2 separate regions of the Mus musculus genome follow, and region 1 is linked to region 2. A link is a contact called in public HiChIP or PLAC-seq data. All regions are on one chromosome and are shown on one strand. Each heading gives the region's core, a stretch centred on a gene start, on an enhancer-like site or on the middle of the called end of the contact. The rest is flanking DNA. Distances are from core to core; before and after follow the strand shown. Region 1 overlaps Cfdp1 (craniofacial development protein 1). Region 2 overlaps Znrf1 (zinc and ring finger 1).

The links. HiChIP or PLAC-seq counts read pairs in DNA pulled down with a chosen protein or histone mark.
Region 1: a FOXA1 HiChIP or PLAC-seq map of pancreatic cancer cells shows a contact between it and region 2. The contact joins two enhancer-like sites. A contact is called at or near these places in 1 of 484 Hi-C or Micro-C datasets (liver), 2 of 115 datasets of contacts at active chromatin or transcription factors (double positive thymocytes and pancreatic cancer cells) and 2 of 9 other capture datasets (liver and pancreatic islet).

Annotation. Positions count from the first base shown.
Region 1 is chr8:111,772,690-111,778,205 of GRCm38.p6, reverse strand. All of the region lies in intron 6 of Cfdp1 (craniofacial development protein 1), which reads left to right. Among named protein-coding and RNA genes, the nearest start is that of Gm39252, 21 kb to the right of the region's middle. Within about 2 kb of position 3,650, at least 9 of the 459 cell types and tissues checked have an H3K27ac peak or open chromatin away from gene starts, as enhancers often do. A contact at or near this core is called in pancreatic cancer cells, where this site is marked.
Region 2 is chr8:111,620,631-111,626,233 of GRCm38.p6, reverse strand. Znrf1 (zinc and ring finger 1) reads right to left here. Exons shown (of 4, transcript NM_133206.4): 4 at 514-4,638. The coding sequence ends at 4,581. Ldhd (lactate dehydrogenase D) reads left to right here. Exons shown (of 11, transcript NM_027570.4): 11 at 1-623. Among named protein-coding and RNA genes, the nearest start is that of Ldhd, 6.9 kb to the left of the region's middle. Within about 2 kb of position 2,038, at least 153 of the 459 cell types and tissues checked have an H3K27ac peak or open chromatin away from gene starts, as enhancers often do. A contact at or near this core is called in pancreatic cancer cells, where this site is marked.

The DNA.
Region 1 (5,516 bases), core at 2,401-4,900, 150 kb before region 2:
TGTTAATTAGCCTAAATTAGCCTTTAATCTCAGCATTTGGGCGGCAGAGGTAGATAGGCCTCTGAGTTTGAGGCCAGCCTGGTACATAGTGAGTTCAGGGTAGCAAGTTGAGACCCTGTCTAAAAAATAAATAAAGATTTAAAAATCTAAATAAACAAACAAGCAAACAGATTGGTGGGTGGGCAAATAAACAAATGCATATCCTAAGTTATAATAAGAACAAGTGGGGGGGCTACTTAGGGCCTGTTTTTCTTTTTCATAGAGTTTCACTATGTAGCCCCAAGCTAGCCCGTACAATCCCCTGCCTCATCCTCCCTAGCACTGAGTGAGATTATAGGCAGGCATGTTATACCCAGCTCTTAGTCTCCTAAGTAAGACCTTAACATTATTTGAAGCAACTTAGGAGCATTTTGTTTTCCGTGTTTTGCTGTTTGGTTGGTTGGTTGATTTGGCTCTTTTACATTTATTTATGGGGGAGGGCGGGCACATGATGGGTTTCAGGCCGTTCCTTACATAGTAGGTCTCAGGGATTGAATTAGGTCATCAAGCTTGGCAGCAAGCATCTTTACACATTGAGCCATTTTGCTGGCCCTGGAAGAATTTATTTCTAAATATGTCTTAATATTATTTAAATCAACCTGGGTGCTATTTAATATGTTTTACTTTTATTATGAGGTTGCTTAACCACTAGATCCAGGTTAGACTATTTAAACTGTTTAATTTTGCACAGGGATTTAAATAGCAGAAGGACCAGAGTGCACTATACTGGCTTGCCTCTCCTGAGAATTGATTATGTGGGTTGAAAACATTCACTGTGTTCAAGCAGATAGAGGTCTGTTAGAGATGAGGGAGTGTTGGTAAAATACAGCGAAAGAGAAAAGAAGATTTAAAACTAAAAGATTTAAAAGACCTACACAGGGCTGGAAAGATGCTTCATAGTTATAGCACTGGCTGGTCTTCTAGAAAACCAGTTAAATTCCCAGGTCCTGCATGGCAGCTTTCAACAGTCTGTAACTTTAGTCTCGGGGGATCTGATGCCCTTTCTGGCCACCTGTGGCACCAGGCACACATGGTGCACAGATAATGGTATGCCCAATTTGCTAGACCCCCAAGAAGACCACCAAGGACTTGGGATTCAATGCAGACACACAAGAGAATTAATTTGTGAGCTCACGCAAGCTTGGACTGCGATCATCCCTGAAACAGCAGGGTAGGAGAGCAGTGGAGAGGTTCGGGCTCAGGGCATCGGGGTTCATAAAGGAAAAAACCTTGGCTTTATGTGATTGGGAAAGTAGGAGAGGGGAGTGAGCCAAACCTCAAGGGGTGTTTCTAAATTAAAAAAAAAAAAAAGAATTACAGAATCAGGTATTGATTTTCTGGCTGATTGATCAGCTACAAGTGCCCCCGGTATAGTGGATTCAATTGGGAACATACATCTTGCGGTTGTTCTTTAAACTGGGACATCCAGGGACCTGAGGGGCTGGAGAACTGGAGGGCCATGATAACCACCAGTTTCCTCTTTCATTCTTCTTTGAACTGGGACTTCCCTGTACCTGGAACTGGAGGGCCATGACAACTGCCAATTTCCTCTTTCAGTATACTTTTTTTTTATTTATTTATTTTTCGAGACAGGGTTTCTCTGTGTAGCCCTGGCTGTCCTGGAACTCACTCTATAGACCAGGCTGGCCTCGAACTCAGAAATCCACCTGCCTCTGCCTCCCAAGTGCTGGGATTAAAGGCGTGTGCCACCATGCCCGGCTCAGTATACTTTTTAAAGATTTATTATATATGTATGTATGTATATATGTATACTGTAGCTGTACAGATGGTTGTGAGCCATCATGTAGTTGCTGGGAATTGAATTCAGGACCTCTGCTCACTCCAACCCTGCTTTCTCCAGCCCAAAGCTTTATTTATTATTATATGTAAGTACACTGTAGCTATCTTCAGATACACGGGAAGAGGGCATCAGATCTCAACCATGTGGTTGCTAGGATTTGAACTCAGAACCTTTGGAAGAGCAGTCAGTGCTCTTAACCACTGATCCATCTCTCCAGCCCCTTTAATATACATTTAAGCAAAACACATAAAATAGTAATAAAAAATTAAAGTTCTCTACTTAGTGAGGTTGTTTCAGAAACTGAGACGGGGTATAGCTCATTTGGTAGAGACTGGCCTGTTTGGCATGAAGCACTTTGGACGTGGAGCAGAAGGATCAGAAGGTCAAGGCCCAGCCTTGATTACTTAGGGAATTCTAGGCTAACCTTGGACCAGCGAGAAAAATAGCGCATAATAGGATGGGTTTAGGGTTTTCGTTTTATTTTTAATTATGTCTATGTGTGCCCTATGGATGTGTACACATGTTTCAGATCCTCTGGAACTGGAATTACAGGCAGTTGTAAGCCACCCAGCGTAGGTAGAAACAGAATTTGGGTCCTCAACAATAGCAATACTGGCTGAGCCATCACTCTAGCACGTAGGATGGTAGATTTAAGACTACATTTATTAGATTATTCACATTTTTATTTAATGTAAATAAACTAAATATTCCAATTAAAAGTCAGAAATTAACGGATTAAATTTTTTTAAATCAAACCGTAATTTGCTGTTTTAAAAAGATTGATGTGAAATGTGGAATGAAGAAATGTTGAACATAAAAAGGTTAGAAAAAAGATGAACTATGCAAGTACTAACCAAAAGAAAACTGATACCCTGACATTCATGTTAGACAAAGTAGATTTTAAACAAGAGTATTACCAGTTATTAAAGAGGCAGTCTCTTCATGTGTTAAACATCTGAGAGGTAGATGGTTAAACTGGAAAGCACCACTTACTGTGATCAGCTCAGCATTCTTAAAGTTAGTCACATCTATAATAATGGTAATGTTCATAATTCAGTTCACTTTTAATTTTATTCCCTGGAGAACTGCAGGTATGTACCAACAATATGAACACCATCCAAAACAAGGAACAACCCAAAGGTCTGTCAGTAGTGTTACAGTTAAATCAAATATCATCTGTCTACACCATGGGCTACTGCCTAGCAATGGGAATGGACGTAGATAAATCCCAGAAACATCAACACATAGAGTAGGAAGCAGGCTGTGACTCTACTTAAATGAAGGTCAAAGCAGGCAAAACCAGTAGATGAGTGTTGAAAAAAGCAGATCACAGAAGAGTGCACAGAAGAGACGTCTATTTATGTTGGAATCAAAAATAGCAACAGCAACAACTAGAGGTTAATGGAGGTACCAAAAAAAGGATGTAAGTAGGACCAGAGCTGCTTCTGTGGTTTAAAGTGCCTGCTGCTCTTCCCGAAGACCGAAGACCGGAGTGTAATTCCTAGCACACACACTGGGCTGCTTATAGCTGCCCACGAGGTCACGCCCAGTCCAACAAGTCTACACCTAATAGTGCCACTCCCTGTGGCCCACCATTCAAACACAGTGAGTCTGTGGGGATCACAGCTATTCAAACCACCACCCCTGTTCCCACCCCACCCCAGTGTAATACACCTTTAATCCTAGCCCTCTCATTCAGATCCTGCCTCTGGGTGCCTGCCTTGAGTTCCTGCCTTGGCTTACTCTGTAATGGACTCCTACTTGTAAAACAAACAAACCTGCTGCTGTGGTTTATCTGCTGGCTGTGGTCAGTGTTGCCTCAGCAACAAAGAACTAATGAGAGGCCCTGGCCCCAGTTTAGTCAACTGTACAGAGGGAGCCTTTCCCTGTGCCTCTTGGGGTATTAGGGGAGTAGAACAAATGGACAAAATGCCTGCCTCCTCCCAGGCCTCTGCTTATAATTCTTTTCTCCCACTTAACTGATCATCCCCAGACTCAGACCCTACTGGAAAACTGGATGCGTTATTCATTTCTGTCTATCCAGCTCTTTGGGAACATTTTCCACAGTGGTGTGCAGGATTGCTTGGAGGTATCCCCAAGTCTCTCAGGTGCCTTTTCACTTCCTGTTCTCTTCTTCCTCCCCAAGCAAACACTGGTTCTGAGACTTACCCACCATTTTCTGCCAGTGACTCAAAAGAAAAGGGCCTTTCCTGCTGATCTCTGTCAGCTTCTCCAGCTGCTTGCTGCAATCCAGCCTTAGAGCCCCTCCCTCTGTAGTGTACCTCCCCTAAGAAAGCTAATCTGGAATAGCTCCACCCCTTAGTCATATCACCACTGTTAGGTTTTATTACTGTGCAGTAAGCCCCCAGAGAAGATACACACCACTGCAGTGTCTAAATGCCCGATGCGCTAGCTAGCAGATGCCCGGCTTTGTCCTGCAGCCTGGCAGTATCAGAAAAGTCCAGCGTAACAGATGAGAATAGGGTTTGTATAGCATTTTTAGTCAGCAGGATGAAGTGCTATCCCAGAGACAGGTTGTTAGCTGAGTTTGTTCAAGTGTTGAGCATGGCTTTCTCCAGCTCTGCTAACTAACCACACAGGTAGCTTTCCAAATAATGCCAAGGCAGAGGCCCCGCATGGAAGAGAGAGAATCAATATATAAAATGCACAGTGATGAGAAACACTGGCTCGGTCTTGGCTGCTGCTCTCTGTCCAGTTAAGCCGAAGGTTACAGAGCTCAGTGATTTGGAAATCAAGTATTTGATCATTTGGACAATGCGAAGGAGGGACTGCTAAATTTTATTCTCTGAAGAATCTATCAGGAGTCTGTCTCCCAGGATCATCGAAGCCTTGCAGTGATATGAGATATGTTGGCTTCAGGGCCAAGCCCAGGCCTGGCAGTTTGCATCTTTCAGTTGCATTCCCAGAGTGGAGAAATCCTGCCTTGTCGGGGCTACCCCAGGATGTGCTGAGTCTTAGCACTTCTGTTACCCACCAAGAGCTGAGGTTGATGGATACTGAGCCGTTTGTGTGGCACCAAATACACGCAGGCGCCAGCACTATAGCACAAGTAACAGTGCCAGCCGTGACACTGGCCAGGCGTGGGTCTCTGACAATAGGTGCTGACATCTTCCCTGATAGTACTCCCTGCTCTTCCTACCCAGTGTCCTGAATCTCGGGGAAGACTGGAAAGAGGGCAGAGCCTCCTGTGTATAACCTGACTCTGAAAAGGAAAACTAGAATACCACCTAGGGTTTTGATGCTATTAGCATATTTTGTTAATGATAATAAAGATTGCTTGCTTTGCCAGGTGTGGTAGCCCATACCTTTAATCCCAGCACTGGGGAGGCAGAGGTAGGCTAATCTTTATGAGTTTGGGACCAACCTAGTCTATATAGGGAGTTCTTAGACAGCCAGAGCTATACAGAGAAAGCTTTTTTTTTTCTTTTGAGAAAAGCCTTTCTTGACTGACAGATGGACAGGGATTAGAGAGATGGTTCAATGGTTAAGAGCACTGGCTGTCCTTAGTTCAATTCCCAGCACCCACATGGTGGCTCACACCCAATGGGATCTGATGCCCTCATCTGTCATGCAGGCATACCTTCAAATAGAGTACTCATATGCATAAACAAGGAAATCTTTTGTTTGGGGGGGGGGGTTGTTTTTGTTTTTGTTT
Region 2 (5,603 bases), core at 789-3,288:
CACCAGCGCTTACTTTCAAAGTCAGGGTCTTGCCTACTTTGGGGCCTGGCAGTTTTGAGACTCCCTGGTCAGAGCCCTGGTCTGGAGGTACTTGCAGTTGTTCCCCAGAAGTCCACGAGAGGGCGCGCAACACCAGAAACCTAGCAGACACTTTTAGGGTGGCCAGTCTCTAGGCATTTTACCCTTGTGGGTCCCAGTCAACTGTAGTACCATCTTCTCTACTGCTAGGTACTTGGGTTGGAAAAAAAAAAGGAAGAAGCAGCCTCCTGCCCCCCACCCTGACACTTTCTTAGTCCAACTTCAGGTCTGTCTCATGATTCTTTGGCTTGCTCCCAAACTACTTCAGGATGAAGAAACCCAAACACCAGTCCCGAATTCACCATTGAGAAATATCGCCAGTGAACCCCCCTCACCCCCAGACAGTCTGTTCACCTCAAGTCCTCCCAAGTTGAGTTCCACTGGGCAGGGCTCCTACATACACCCTCCAATAATGGGAAACTCAATACACAGCCATTTCCCCACAATTTCTTTTATTAAAGAAAATCCCAAACATACAGAAAAAGTTGAAAGAACAAATACACTATATTCACTGAAATATCAGTCGTTGAAGATTCAACAATGGACATTTTTGCCTTATTTGCTTTGTATATTTTGGGGGAGGGGAGACCATATGGGATTAGATTATACATTTCTTGAAATCATTCAACTATATATTTCAGCCACTGTCTCCTAAGGAGGACATTCTCCTATGAGTTTCAATACTATTAAATGGCTTAGATGGGTGGTTTTCAAAAGGGGCTCCTGGAGCTCTCAGAAGGCTTTCTGGGCTCCTCAGAGCTAAGGGGAAGAACCCATCCCTTGGCTCTTCCGGATTTTCTTCCTTCTCAGAAAGGCAGAGTAGGAACGAACAACACAGGATTCTGGAGGGCTGTCTGGATAAAAGGTGACACACACAAGTGCCACCTTGGGAAGCCCAGACAAGCCCAGTCCCACCCACCCCTCACACCAGGCACTGGCAATCTGGGTCCAAATTCAGAGGACATGACAGCCAACAGAGGGCTTTGGTGTGCCAGGTGGGGGCGGAAGTCACTGGGGATGGGATGAGCACCAGCCTAGAGAGCCTAGAATAGCACCCGGTGTGGGGCTCAGCGCCGCCCCAACCAACTCAACCACGGGACTCAGCCACAGCACTGCCAGGGCAGCCGAGCTCACACAGCCAAGGTGGGCACACAAAGCCTGTCTCCAGGCCCGGGGGTCAGACAAGGAGATCTCTTTGCGGGCTGGGCCCTGGCCCGCCAGCTCTGCTGGTAGGATTATATATAGAACGGGGAGACACAGGTGCCAGGCAGAAGCTGGAGGTGCTGGGAATAGAACAGTGCCCTTTGCAGTGACATAGCTACAAGGAAGCCTGCTGCGCATGTGCCAGGCCTTTGGGGCAGATCCCCGACACAAACTGAACCGAGCCGCATGACCCTGTCCCCACTTCACATGCAAGGGATCGAGTTCACGGTTCCACCAAGAAGTAAAGTGCCCCAGTACAGACAAGAGCCCAGTTTCTGGCCATTGACAGTGCTTACAGTTCAGGTCCTGAGGCGTCTGACACTCAGGCTCTAAATAAAGCACTCTTAGTTCTCTGAACTTGCCTCCCTGCCTTGGTGCCCACATGCCCACTGGCCTCCAACACATGTCCTTGCACAGAGCAATTGCTTCAGGACGCATCTGAGGGCAAGGGTGGTAGCATAGTCCAAACTTGTGGGCCTGCTGGGACTGGGCCCTGACACAGCAGTACAAGGGGCAGGTCTGGAAATGGTCATGGTAGAGAGGTGGTGCCATCTCCCTCCAGAGCTTCCCTTAGCTGGCTCTGCAGGAGGCCCTGAAATGCAGCTCCTGGAGCCTGGCTAGAAGACAGGCAGGTATGCACTGCTGCTCTGCCCCGAGGTTTCCTGCCCAGCCTGCAATTTGCTAACTTGTATGAGGCTGAGTGGCTGGTTCTGGTTCAAGGACTGTGAGCTGGAAGAAGCCCAGAGCAGGGCCTTTTCCGGGGCCTCAGAGAAGCATGCCCATGAGTCAGCACTTGGCTCTGCACGGAGCAACAGGCAAGCAGAGGGTAGGGAGGGGGGCAGAGGCTCTGAAAAGCAAACGGACTGGGCTGGCATCTCCAGGTGCCTGTATCCTCTGGTGGCTGTAAGAGCTTTGCCCCTGAATATCATTCCAGTAGCATCCTATCACAACCAGAGATGACAGAAGACTGACAATCACTCCATGATGCTTAAGAATTTATAAACTTCAAAGACACAGCCGAGCCACTATGTAGAGCCTCTGCCCAGGAGTGGCTAAGCCATTACAGGTGCTGAGGGAGGGGGTGTGGGCTGAGAGGTGGACAGAGGGAACTGGCATTTGCCTTCCACCTTGATTGTGTAACAACACTTCATTAAAATAAATCACACGGTGCATCTTTTGTTACACACTATTTTAATACCATATCAAAACACCTTGACTGATAAGCTTTTCTCCTAAGCTTTGAACAGTTTTAAAACATTTTTGTAATTTTTTTTTTTTGGATTTTAATATATAAATACAGAAACCTATCCTGCATGGGCTGATGTCATGTGTGAATGGCTAAAATATTTCCGTGCGCCTGAAAATGGGGGTTGCAGCACACAGTCCTTTAGCTAAGTCTAAATTTCCTCAGGGGGAAAAAAAAATCACAGGGGCCTTGGAAAAATGTCCAGGCATTTTTTTTTTCAGTGTATTTGTGATTATTAAATCCTCTGATGGGATCAGATCCAGGAGGAAAGGCAGGGGAGACTCGGGGCTGGGGGAGGGCAAGTGTCCACGATGGGCTCTTCATCTTCCTCTTTTTTGGCAAGGAAATCAAGGAAATTTAAGGGGAGAAAAGTGCAAAACCAAGCCAGAAAAATGGGACAGAAGAACAAGAAAACAAAAAAAAAACGAATCCCCAAAGGTAGAAAGGTTAGTGATGCAGAGAGCCAACTGGGGCGCTGGGCAGAGGGACTAACGTGTGCCCGCCTGCCCACCTGCCATCAGAGCGCTAGGGTCAGGACATGGCTATGCTTGCTTCTGTCATGAGTGGTTTTTAGCTGGGCAGCAAACAGCAGGCTGTAAACATCACAAGGGAAAACACCAGTCGACACAAGACTTTTTTATAGAATTTTTTGTTGTTTGTAAACACTTTTTAAAGACAGACCCACAACGCCTTTCAAAGGTGAAAAAGAAAATGCCCTTTCCCTCCTGGGTCGAGGGTGAGGGGAAGGATAGAGGTCAATTCATTCTTCTCTCATCCACTGGGTGTCCTCAGGGAGGACCATTTTCTGGAAGTCAGTGCAGAAGGGTGCCCTGTTCTCTCTGGTGTCCCAAGCTCAGCTCTGTCCAGTGTCCGAGGAGCCTCCTCCCAGGAACAGGGGCTGGCTGTCCCTGTGTGGGTCGGAAGAAGTCAGTCCCGCTTCATCTTGCTGAGAGTTGCCGCTCCATCGCACGGTGGCAGCAGCTTGTGTCCCCCTGAGACCAGGCTGGTTGGCTGGGGCATCTGGTTCAGTCCAGGCAGGCCCATTGGAAGCCAAACATCATGCCGGCGGCGGCATTCTGGACCTGCACTCTGGAGCTGGGATCCAGTCCCTCTGCCTCACTCTCCCTCGCTTGGCATCAGGTTTTGAGGTGAGGGTAGAAAGAGCCAATGTCCCTGATTTGCCTGACACCAGCAGCTGTTCTGGGCATTTACTTGGAATAAATAAAATAAACCTAACAAAAGAAAAAACAACAAAGAAGAGAGAGAAGAAAAGGGATCCCCAAGCCTTTGGATGTGGGATCAAGTGGGAAGGGGCTGATGGTTTTCAGTTGGATGGGACAAAAACAAACTAAACAAAACAAAAGAGAGAGAACACCCAACACAGTCCTCAAAGGCACAGGCAGGGTGGGGGCGGGATAGGGGCAGTTAAACAAGGTACCCTGGGGAAGAAATGAAGGTCAGATCCAATGGTTACACAGCACCAGAAGTGCGTGTGTGGGAGGGAGTAGCCTGCTGCTGTGACACTGTGCCTGGGACACAAGGACTGAGTGTGGCCTGGACCTCTCAGGCCGGTGGAAGAACCAGGAGTGGAAAGACCTCAGGCCATGTCTTTGCAGTGGACAATGTCTGTTCCACAGGCCACTACTTAGTGATTCTTCCCTTTCAGAACCGAGTCTCTGAGAGGTGAGGGAGGTGAGGCTGCTGTAGAGCCTGGCTGGGGGCGCCTCTGCTCCAGCCCATGCACCCTGCAGGGGACCTTCTGCCTCTCCTGAGGGGAAGGAGCCTGGTTCTATCTTTGCATGGAGTTCTCATGACTAGGTTACTATCGCTCTTTCATGCTCCCCCAACTCCCAGGAACATCCCCCTACTTCCTGGGGACTGCTCTCTGAGGAGATGGCTTCTGTCTTTCTGCTTCTGCTTTCTCCTTGGTGGGGTGTGTATCAGGCAGGCCAGCTCCTCTCCCCCAGCTCCCAGAAACTTGACTCTTAGCCCAGAGTCTCCCGCCAAGTATGGGCTCACCTTTGAGAGGAGTCGGCAAGCAGGCCCAGCAGGGTCAGTCAGCAGGGTGCTCTGGACAAGATCTGTTCACTTCAAACCATGAGTCTATGCAGCTGGAGTGGGGCATCAAGGGGAAACACATTAGCTGCTAACAACACTGTTCCTGCCAAGGGAGCCTTTCAAGGGGTTCTCAGGAAAGGCTTTCTAAATCTCTCCTGAAACGACCCCAGGGAAACATGATTATGCCCCCAATTCATTGAAGCAGAAAAAGGAAGATGATCAACAACGATATCCTAAGGGTGGGAGGGCAGACGGGAGCTTGAGTCAGTGGTTTGAGAGAGATGCTGCTTCCCAGAGGACCCAAGTCTGGTTCACACCACCTGTCTGCTGCTTCACAGCCATCCCATAAATCCAGAGATCTCACCCCTCTGGCCTTTGTAGGCTCCTGCATTCTGATGCACATATACATAGATGCACACACATACCCATAACTTAAAATTAATAAAAAAGAATAATCCTGAGCTCAGGTTTGGGATTAATAACCCCAGGGCTCAGTAGTTGAGAGTCCTAGCTGTTTTTATACAAGAGCCAGGTTCAGTTCTTAGCACCCAAACAGTGGCTCACAAACATCTTTAACTCCTGGTCCTGGGGATTCAATGCTCTGTTCTGGTCTCAGCGGGCAAAATACCCATGCACATAAAATTTAAAAATAAGCTGGGCCAGGCAATGGTGGCGCACGCTTTTAATCCCAGTGCTTGGGAGGCAGAGGCAGGTGGATTTCTGAGTTCGAGGCCAGCCTGGTCTACAGAGTGAGTTCCAGGCCAGCCTGGTCTACAAAGTGAGTTCCAGGACAGCCAGGGCTACACAGAGAAACCCTGTCTCAAAAAAACAAACAAAAATACCTAATAAACTAAATAATGAATAACTATAAAAATTAATAAAATAAAAATAAATGAAAAGGAAAACTAAAACATCGATCCTGGTTCAGCAGGAGACAGGAGCAGTAGGTACAGGCTCTGGGAGGCTGGGCCTTGCAGAAAGGGCAAAACTGGCCTTGTGAAGCTCAAAGCTGGGGCAC